Linked DNA regions of Sus scrofa: region 2 is linked to region 1. A link is a contact called in public HiChIP or PLAC-seq data. All regions are on one chromosome and are shown on one strand. Each heading gives the region's core, a stretch centred on a gene start, on an enhancer-like site or on the middle of the called end of the contact. The rest is flanking DNA. Distances are from core to core; before and after follow the strand shown.

Region 1 (3,888 bases), core at 715-3,214:
TGCGGGGACCTCAGGGGGACAATAGAGGGCGGACAGCCGCTGGCCCTGGGCCCGCCAAGCCCCTCCTGCAGCGGGTCCCTGACGTTGGAGCACAGATTTCCCCTGGAGCCCTCCATGGAAATTCCCAGTTATTAACCATCTTGACTGATTGGAAGCGTCAGAAAGGTTTGCGCAGGAATCCAGGAGCTGACCCGCTGAAAGCACATCTGTATGGAAGTTAGGGCAAACAAAATAGGATTCCGAACATTTTTGGAGATCTGTGCCAGCTGTAAACGTTTCCAGGAAACACAACAAAAACTGACTCTCTTAGGCAAAAAAACATTGGGTCTTAGAACTACTTTGTATCCTTACTAAAATATAAGCTCGGGGGACCAGTGAAGGCAAAGAATAGCGTGTCTGGTTTCTTGCCCGGCACAAGGGGCTGGAGAAGACGCCTAGAGAGGTGACTGGGCAGCCTTGTGTATTTAGATGCTTTGACTGGAGCCAAAATGGTCTGTGCCACACAGTGGGCACTTTTGGGTTGGATTTTAAAGGAAAATAACTTTGATCATTTCAAAAGCAATGACGCTTAATGCAGCGGAGAGAAAAGAAGGTGGTAATTTATGGCCACTGTTAGGGACACAAAGACAAAGACGGAGAGAACCGTTCACCTAGTGAAGATTTACAAATGTGTAAAACCACCCTTAGGACTAGAAATAGCTGAGTGTCTCTTGGCACCAAACAAAAGGGGGCGAGAGTGAGGAGGGAAAGAAAAAACCTGCCTGCCTTCGCTGGGGATGAAGAGGTCAAAACAAAAACAAAAACAAACCAACCACAGCAAAGTTCTTATTTTCTCAGATTCTCCAGCAGACAGCAGCGGCGCTAGCAATGAAGACCCGAAGAGGCAGTCCCAGCCCCGCGGGGCAGCAGCGGAGAGGGCAGGGGGCTGGGGGCCCGGGGAGGGCGGTGGACCCCAGGAAGATAAGGTTTTGTGCCTGAGCTCGGTGGGGATTTTTTGTGATGTTTATTTTTTTCTGATTATCAAAGGAATGTATACACACACACACACACACCTGTATGGATGTACCTAGTCATAGGGAAAATTTAATAAATGCAGAGAAGCTCAAAGCACAGGCAAACCCCTGAGTACGGTGGATTGTCGCACCTTGGAATTGCTGCTACCTGGGGAGAGGCTGATGCTGGGGGTTGGGGGGGCGGCTCTGGTCACCTGTGCCCCTGTGTAGGTGTGTTTCCTTGTAAAGGTGCCTTGCTCGCAGACCCAGGTGGCTGCCGGTATCTGCAGCTGGGCTGACCTGAGGTTTACAAGTCCAGCTGGTGCCACCTGTGCCACCTGTGCCCCAGGCAAAGTGGGGTGGTCTCCTGTCCCTGGTGCCTCACCCTCGACCTCCCGCTTCCTTTCCCTTCGCCTTTTAGGCTGCTCTGAAGAGACATCGAACCCCAGGCTAGGACAAGAGGACTGCCGTCCTGGGAGGACTGGGGGGCAGGGGGTGCAAGGGGGCCTGGGATGGGCAGGATGGGGAAGGGGCAGACAGGGTGTGCCAGGGGAGCAGAGAAGCAACTCTGAAGTCTGCGGTCGCTCTCATTCCATCCACACTAAAGGCAGGTAAGCCTTGCAGGTGGCTTTGGGATCTGGGGACTCTAGGACACTTGCTGGGCTCCCCGTGTCCGCCTACTTCAGGCCAGAAGCGCCGTTTGTCCTCCCGAGAGGAGCCGGGCCAAGCCGGAGGACCCCGCACAGGTTGGGCGAGGGCCCGGGGCGCGGCAGGCTGCGGGGCCTGCGCGAGGGCCCGGGGCACCCGGCGAGCCCGCCCCCGCCCGGGCCCCGCGGCCGCGCCCCTCGGCCGAGCGGGGGCGGGAGGGCGCGGGGGAGGTCCGTGCGAAGCGGGGGCGGGGGCGGGGGGCCGGCAGGCCGCCCTCACCTCTCCGCGCCGCCGCCGCCTCTTCTCCGGGCCGCCGCGCGGGCCATGGGGGGCGCAGGCCGCCGCCGCGGGGGCGCGGCGCGGGCGCTGCTGCCGCTGCTGCTGTCGCTGCCGCTGCTGCTGCTGCTGCGGGCGGCCGGCCCCGGGCCGCCGGAGGAGGGTGAGTGTCCCGCCGCGGGGCGCACCTGGCGCGGGGCGGGGGCGGCGGCAGGGTTCCGCGTGTCCTGCTCGCCCGGGGCTCTCCCGCAGGCCGGGCCGAGGCGGCGCCCCCGCACGGGCTTGAGGCCCGGGGCCTGGGGACACGGCCGGCCTCGGCCCCGGCCCCGATGGCCGTGCCCCCGGCGCGCTAGCGGTCTGCGCGGGGAGCGGGCCGGGCGGCCGCGGGCGGAGGCGGGGAACCGAGGGCTCGGCCGCGGCCCGCGCGAGGTCCAGGCAGCTGCGCCCCCGGCATCGCGGCCCAGAGGTGGCCCGCGGGCCTCGCGTCCGCCCCGGGGAGTTTTCTCCCTGCGCAACAGCCGCTGTTTGACAGGCCGAGACCCCGTTCTGCACCCAAACTGGAATCAAAATACTTTCAAAACGCTTTTGTTTTGAAGGAGCCCCCGGAGCGCTCTCAGCCCGGGAAGCGCTTCTCCCGGGGCCCGGCGCGTCTGGGGTGTGTGCCAGCCCAGAGCCAGAGGGTTGCCTCAGACCCCAACCCGGAGGAAGCTGGCAGAGCGGCTCTGTTCTCAGAGCGCTTGTGCCCGCTCCAACTCTCCCCCGCCGGGCCCTTGCCCCGCCTGCTCACGTGCCAGGCGCTGGCCTAGGCCGCAGGGACTCAGATCCGCGCTGTGGTCCCGGGACGCCGTCTAGCCCAGGAGACAGGCAGGAAAAGTGGTGGTGTGATATGTGACACATCTTAGGGGTCGCCTTCTGACACTCCCGGGTCATGACAGGCTTCCTAGGTGAGGTGGGTCTGAGCAGAGTCCTGAAGGCCATTGTAGAGGGCATCCCAGGCAGAGGGCACCCTGGGCAGAGGGCGCAGGGTGTGCCTGGAAACCGGGCCTGGAGGCTCATCCCAGGAGCTCCCAAGCGGTTTAGCTGGTGTTGCCAGGAAGGGGTCAGGGCCAGGCCACCCAGGGCTTAGGACACCCTACCAGGAGCTGCCGTGCTGTTTTGCAGATGTGGACGGGTATGCCCAGGGGGTGGACGATTGCCACACCAATGCCCTGTGTCAGAACACACCCACCTCCCACAAGTGCTCCTGTGGGCCTGGCTACCAGGGGGAGGGCAGGCGGTGTGAGGGTAAGTGACTTGGGGACCAGCAGAGGGGCGCCAGCGGCGGAAGCTTCCTTAGCTCTTGCACTGGCCGCTCATGTTGGTGAAAGTGCTGCTCTGCCCCCCCCCAGCACATCAGCCCCTCCCTGCAGCGCATTTCAGATCCTTAAGAGACAGGGAACATCGGGTCTTCCTGAGGGCTGGTCATACTGTTTTATCTGCTTCTGCATTGTCCTTTTGTCTAGCTTCTAAAAGCAACAACAACAACGAAAGGCACGTTCGTATCTTTTGGTCCCGAGTCACTCAGCTTAGGGGGCAGAAGGTCAGCAGCCTTGTTGGTCGGGAGAGCCATGCCACCAGAGCAAGGCTGGCCTGGCGCCTCCCTGAGGCAGCTGGCACTTTCACTCCGGAGCTGGAGTGCCAGGGCCTGCTCTCGCGTGAGGCTCCGGCGGCTGTCTTTCCATGACTTTTCCAGTTTGGCATTGTGACCTGCCAGGCTTTGGACCGACGCCAAGAACCTGCCTCATTTGGAGCTGCAGGTTTGCCCTGGAAAGACGTGTGCAGAGGGATGTTTTCAGTCCTTGGGGCTCCAGGTCTGAGATCCTCAAGTCTGGACTCGGCCGTTTTGTGCTCTGGGCCCCTGGGGGTCGGCCCCCTCTCAGGAACTCTGAGGTTGAGAACGGGCCACAGGCTGGACTCTCATAGGAGGGGCTGC
Region 2 (4,157 bases), core at 1,299-3,798, 150 kb after region 1:
GAGGAAGCAGGTCAGGACATGAAGCTATGATGTAATTTAGGGGCTGCTTCCAAATTCCGAAAGCAAACTCAGAGCACTGTTCTCAATTCCATCTCTTGAAAGCCAAGGGGTTCCGAGGCTCCATTCCTTAATGGAGACTTGAACTGAAGCGTGACCTCAAAACCAAGATGAAGAACACGCAATTGCGAAACTTCAAATCAAAGACAAATATTATTCCTTTTACTGAACCATGAACCAAAATGTTTAACTTGATCACTTTACAGTAGAGCCAAAGTTAGGGATTGTTCTGTATACCATTTACCAGCACAAGCACATACAAATACTCTCCGAACCGTATCTCACTGGTTGGACTCCTCTTCTTGCAGTCACGAGGACTTTATAAAAGACATAGAAATATTAGCGACTCTTTTGAATCTTCATGTTCATTATGAGATCGAGACGGAAGACGGAAACCAAGTAACTCTCCCCCTTCTGCGGGGCAGCCCATCCCCCGCAAGCACGTAATCAAAAGAGGCTGAGGCTGCAAGAGGCTGCAGTCTGTTCTAACTCTCCGAGGACAGAGAGCACCTCCTATGCAGGGGTTTTCTTGAATGTCAGCTGGCTGCCTTTCAACGTTTGAGTACTTCGAGGTGCATAAAGATGACCTCAGTGCATGGTTTTGAGAAGAGGGTCTTGAAGCCTTTCTTCTCCCATTCCAATGAATGGAACAAAGAATCTTGAGTGAGTTCCTTGTGCTATAGTCTGTTTTCTGGTGTTCATCTCCCATGGGAACCAAAGCAACAGATTATAGGGCTGGGAAGGACTTGAGACAAGGTCATTTTACGCTGGGGAGGGTCAGGCCGAGAGAGACTGACTGGCCTGCGGCATTATAGCCAGTAAGAGGCAGAGCATGGAGTGATTCTTGGCCCCGAGGCTGCTGCTACCATGAAGCCACACTGCCTCCGATGAGGGCACTGCAACTGTGCCATAACCACCTTTGTGGTCAGCAAGTGATATGAACCCAAAGGGACAGACTTAAAAACTACATCACCAGGGACTTGGAGTAGAGGTTAAGATCTAATGGAGGGAACCCAGAGAGGCTCACTTGCAATTTAGAGCAAGCCTAATGATCTAAAAAACAAGCCAAAAACAAAGACGACTTTAGTGCAGTTCGAGGTTTTAAGAACCCCTAAAATTCAAACTTGTTTTGGAACTCAGCAAGTAGGCTCCCTCCCTCCCCTCCCCAGTCTGAAAACAACAGAGAGGGGAGAGCCTTTTTCTGGCTTGCTCAGTGCTGTACCCTCCTAACACTTATTATTTGCTGAGTGAATTCCAACCTGGATTTATGACCTGGTTTAAACCCTGGCTGATTACAACCTGCCCACCCAGGAGGGCAGGGTGAACAGGCAGTCGCCAGAGTCTGCCTAAACTCCACGACCATCTACTCTGTGACCCACCAGCAGGCAGCCCCGGGGCAAGGCTTTGGTTTACACCGACTTACCCCACACTGACTTGAGGTATAGTCCATGAATTCTGCCATTGTTCTGAAGGAAGCACTGAGGGTGGGGAGTCTTTCTTCTCTCTGTTTGAATAATAATAAGTAATAAACGACAAGTCACAGGTGAGATCTGCTATCCCCTACTGGAGAATGAAGTCATTTGGGGAATAGCTTCCTTTTTACTTTTGGAAAGACCCCTGCAAGTTGAAGTCAGTAAGAATTACATTACTGAGAAAGAATTCCCATTCTAAAAGGAATACATAGACGTGCAATTTTCCAATACAAAGATAGGTTTATCTAACACCAAAGGGTAGCATGTAAGAATTGTTTTAAAAGTAACCAATCAGGGCCGAGCACTAGCGGTCTCTCGCAGTATCCTAAAGCTACCCAATAGGAATCTGTCAAACGTCAAGCGTTTTCAAAGGGCTTTTCAGTTCACTGTTCTGTCCGCCAAGGACAGGCTCCCTCGGGCGCTTGTGTGTGCCGTGCCCTGGTTCCCGGTGCGGCGAATGAATGGGTTGGTCCCCCAGCACAGGAGCCCTCACCTCTCCCGGCAGCAGGCGCTGGGGGCCGGCTGCCAGCCCTCTTTCCCGGCAGGGCAGCTCCCGCGAAATAACCCCCACGCTGCCTTTGGGAAGCTCCACCGAACGCCAGTCCACGGCCCTCCTTCTGGCTCGCTCCAGCACTTCCCGAGCCAGCCTAGCCGAGCGCTGCAGGGAGCGTCGGTCCACCCCGTTCAGCGCCGCGGCCACCAGACAGCTCTCCATGTCCCCCTGGGTGGGCACAGACACACAAACACCGGCGGGTCGGCGGGCCGCCGGCACCCCGCTCCAGCTCGGAGTCGGACCCAGAGGGCCTCGACCTCCCCGGCGGCCACCGCCCCCGGCTCCGCCCAACGCGCTCTCCCGCGGGGGCAAAGTCGGCAGCGAGGGGTTGCTCGCGGAACCCGTCCATTTCCGCCCCCGCCTCCCGAGGCGCGGGAGCCCTCACCAGGCCAGCCTCCCAAGGCGCATGCGCTCAGCTCTAGGTTGGCGGTGGAGGGCGGGCACCTCAGAGCCCTGCGCCGGCGCAGCAGGCCATTGGCGGAGTGGGGGCGAGGGGCGTGGCCAGGGGCGGTGGAACGCGGCCAGCGCAGGACACGCCTCCTGCGTCCTGGCGTGGTTCCCGCGCGCGGGCTGCCGGGCCAACGGGCGGGGCGGGGCCTGTAGGGGGCGGGGCCTGGAGGCCGCGGGGCGGGTCTGGGCGGAGCCTGAGGCGGGGCCTGGGGGCGGCAGCTCAATGCAGCGCGCGGCCCTGGCCGCTGACTTCGCGTCGCTGGAGTTCTTGGGCCGCGACTTGGCCCTTAGAAGTGGTCTCCGCCGCTTAACGCCGGGCACTTGGTGAAAAGTCGGCTGGTCTCCCGTAGGGCTAGGAATTGTAGGGAAACACACGTGCCTCCAGGCACCTCTTAACACCTGGTCTGTATTTTGGGCGGTCGCTGCCCTAAAACCTACCCTGCTTGAGGCGACGGCTGGGGTCGGAGCCCTGCAGCTGCGCGTGGCCTTGCTGCCACGTGGCCTCTGGGGAAGGCGTGCGTCCGCCCGCGGCTGCAGCCGGGCCCTGCCTGGTGCTGGGGGTCTCCCGTGATCCGCCGGCCTCGGTGGGAAGCGTCCTCGCGCTTCTGGAGGCCTCTTTTCTTTAGCTTCACCTCAGCTTCCTCTACCTGCGCTTTTGCTGTTTCCTGCTTCCCTCTCACAGAAGGAGACGGAATGGAAGCCGTCCCTGTCCTTGCATAGTTTTCATCGCAGGAGTTTCCTCAAACTTGTCCTTTAATCGTTTGTTCGGGCGCCTGCTTTAGGACCTAGTCGTTACGAGCCCTGGGTTGGGAACACCCAGTCTGAAGAGCTGAGTTTGAATTCAGACTCCGCCGCTTTTGCTGTGTGATTCGGGGTGAACAACTTCTCTGAGCCTCGCTTTTCCTCACCTCTGTACCTGGGGATGCGGGGAGTACCCCTCTCCGCGGACGGTGAGCTGCTTGCGTTGTTCACTGCGTTAAAGTTGCATGTAGTGTTTTCTCAGTCCCGGAAGGGACTGCCTGGATTGGGTTGTTGAAAGGATTTTGTGAGAGAATTCCTGTAAAAGCCGCAGCACACTGCCTTGCAAAGAGTAAGTGCTGCATAGGTGTAGCGCTCCATTACCTGCCCGGGGCTGTCCTCCCAGCTTGGAGAACACAACCTATAAAGGAGGATAAAAAAAGAAGGAATAATGCACATAAACTCTGTCATGCTAGGAACAAAATATTAAGATTTTGTTCATAAGCTGTTTGCCATAAGATTGACAGAGATGCCGTGCTTTGAAGCTCAGGGGAGAAATAGATACTGCTCAGCTGGGGAGTCAAGACGGGCTTTGCAGAAGGAAGCATTTGAGCTAAGCCTTGACGGATGGCCTAGGGATAAACAGGAAAAGGGGTAGTTAAGATACCCGTTAACTGCTCTTCTAATGAGTGTAGTTAGGGGTGATATAGAATTTGTCTTTTATTGTTTATGGATTGCAAGATCCTGGCTGTGTAACTGTTAGCTGTGTCTGTGTAACCAAGAGGGGACTGCTTACCTATTCTATACCTCAGTTTTATCATCTCTACAGTGGGAATAACAATACATTCCTCATAGGGTAGTTGTGAGGGTCAAAGAAGTTGATATCA

Evidence for each region. HiChIP or PLAC-seq counts read pairs in DNA pulled down with a chosen protein or histone mark.
Region 2: an H3K27ac HiChIP or PLAC-seq map of skeletal muscle shows a contact between it and region 1. The contact joins the promoter of AKIP1 here to the promoter of SCUBE2 in region 1. A contact is called at or near these places in 3 of 47 Hi-C or Micro-C datasets (alveolar macrophages, embryonic fibroblasts and skeletal muscle) and 1 of 2 datasets of contacts at active chromatin or transcription factors (skeletal muscle).

What each region holds. Positions count from the first base shown.
Region 1 is chr9:387,842-391,729 of Sscrofa11.1, forward strand. SCUBE2 (signal peptide, CUB and EGF-like domain-containing protein 2) reads left to right here and starts at 1,965. Exons shown (of 21, transcript XM_021062256.1): 1 at 1,965-2,079; 2 at 3,078-3,200. The coding sequence starts at 1,965.
Region 2 is chr9:535,216-539,372 of Sscrofa11.1, forward strand. It overlaps AKIP1 (A-kinase-interacting protein 1), which reads right to left and starts at 2,549. Exons shown (of 6, transcript XM_013979076.2): 1 at 2,468-2,549; 2 at 2,023-2,250; 3 at 1,481-1,561. The coding sequence starts at 2,244.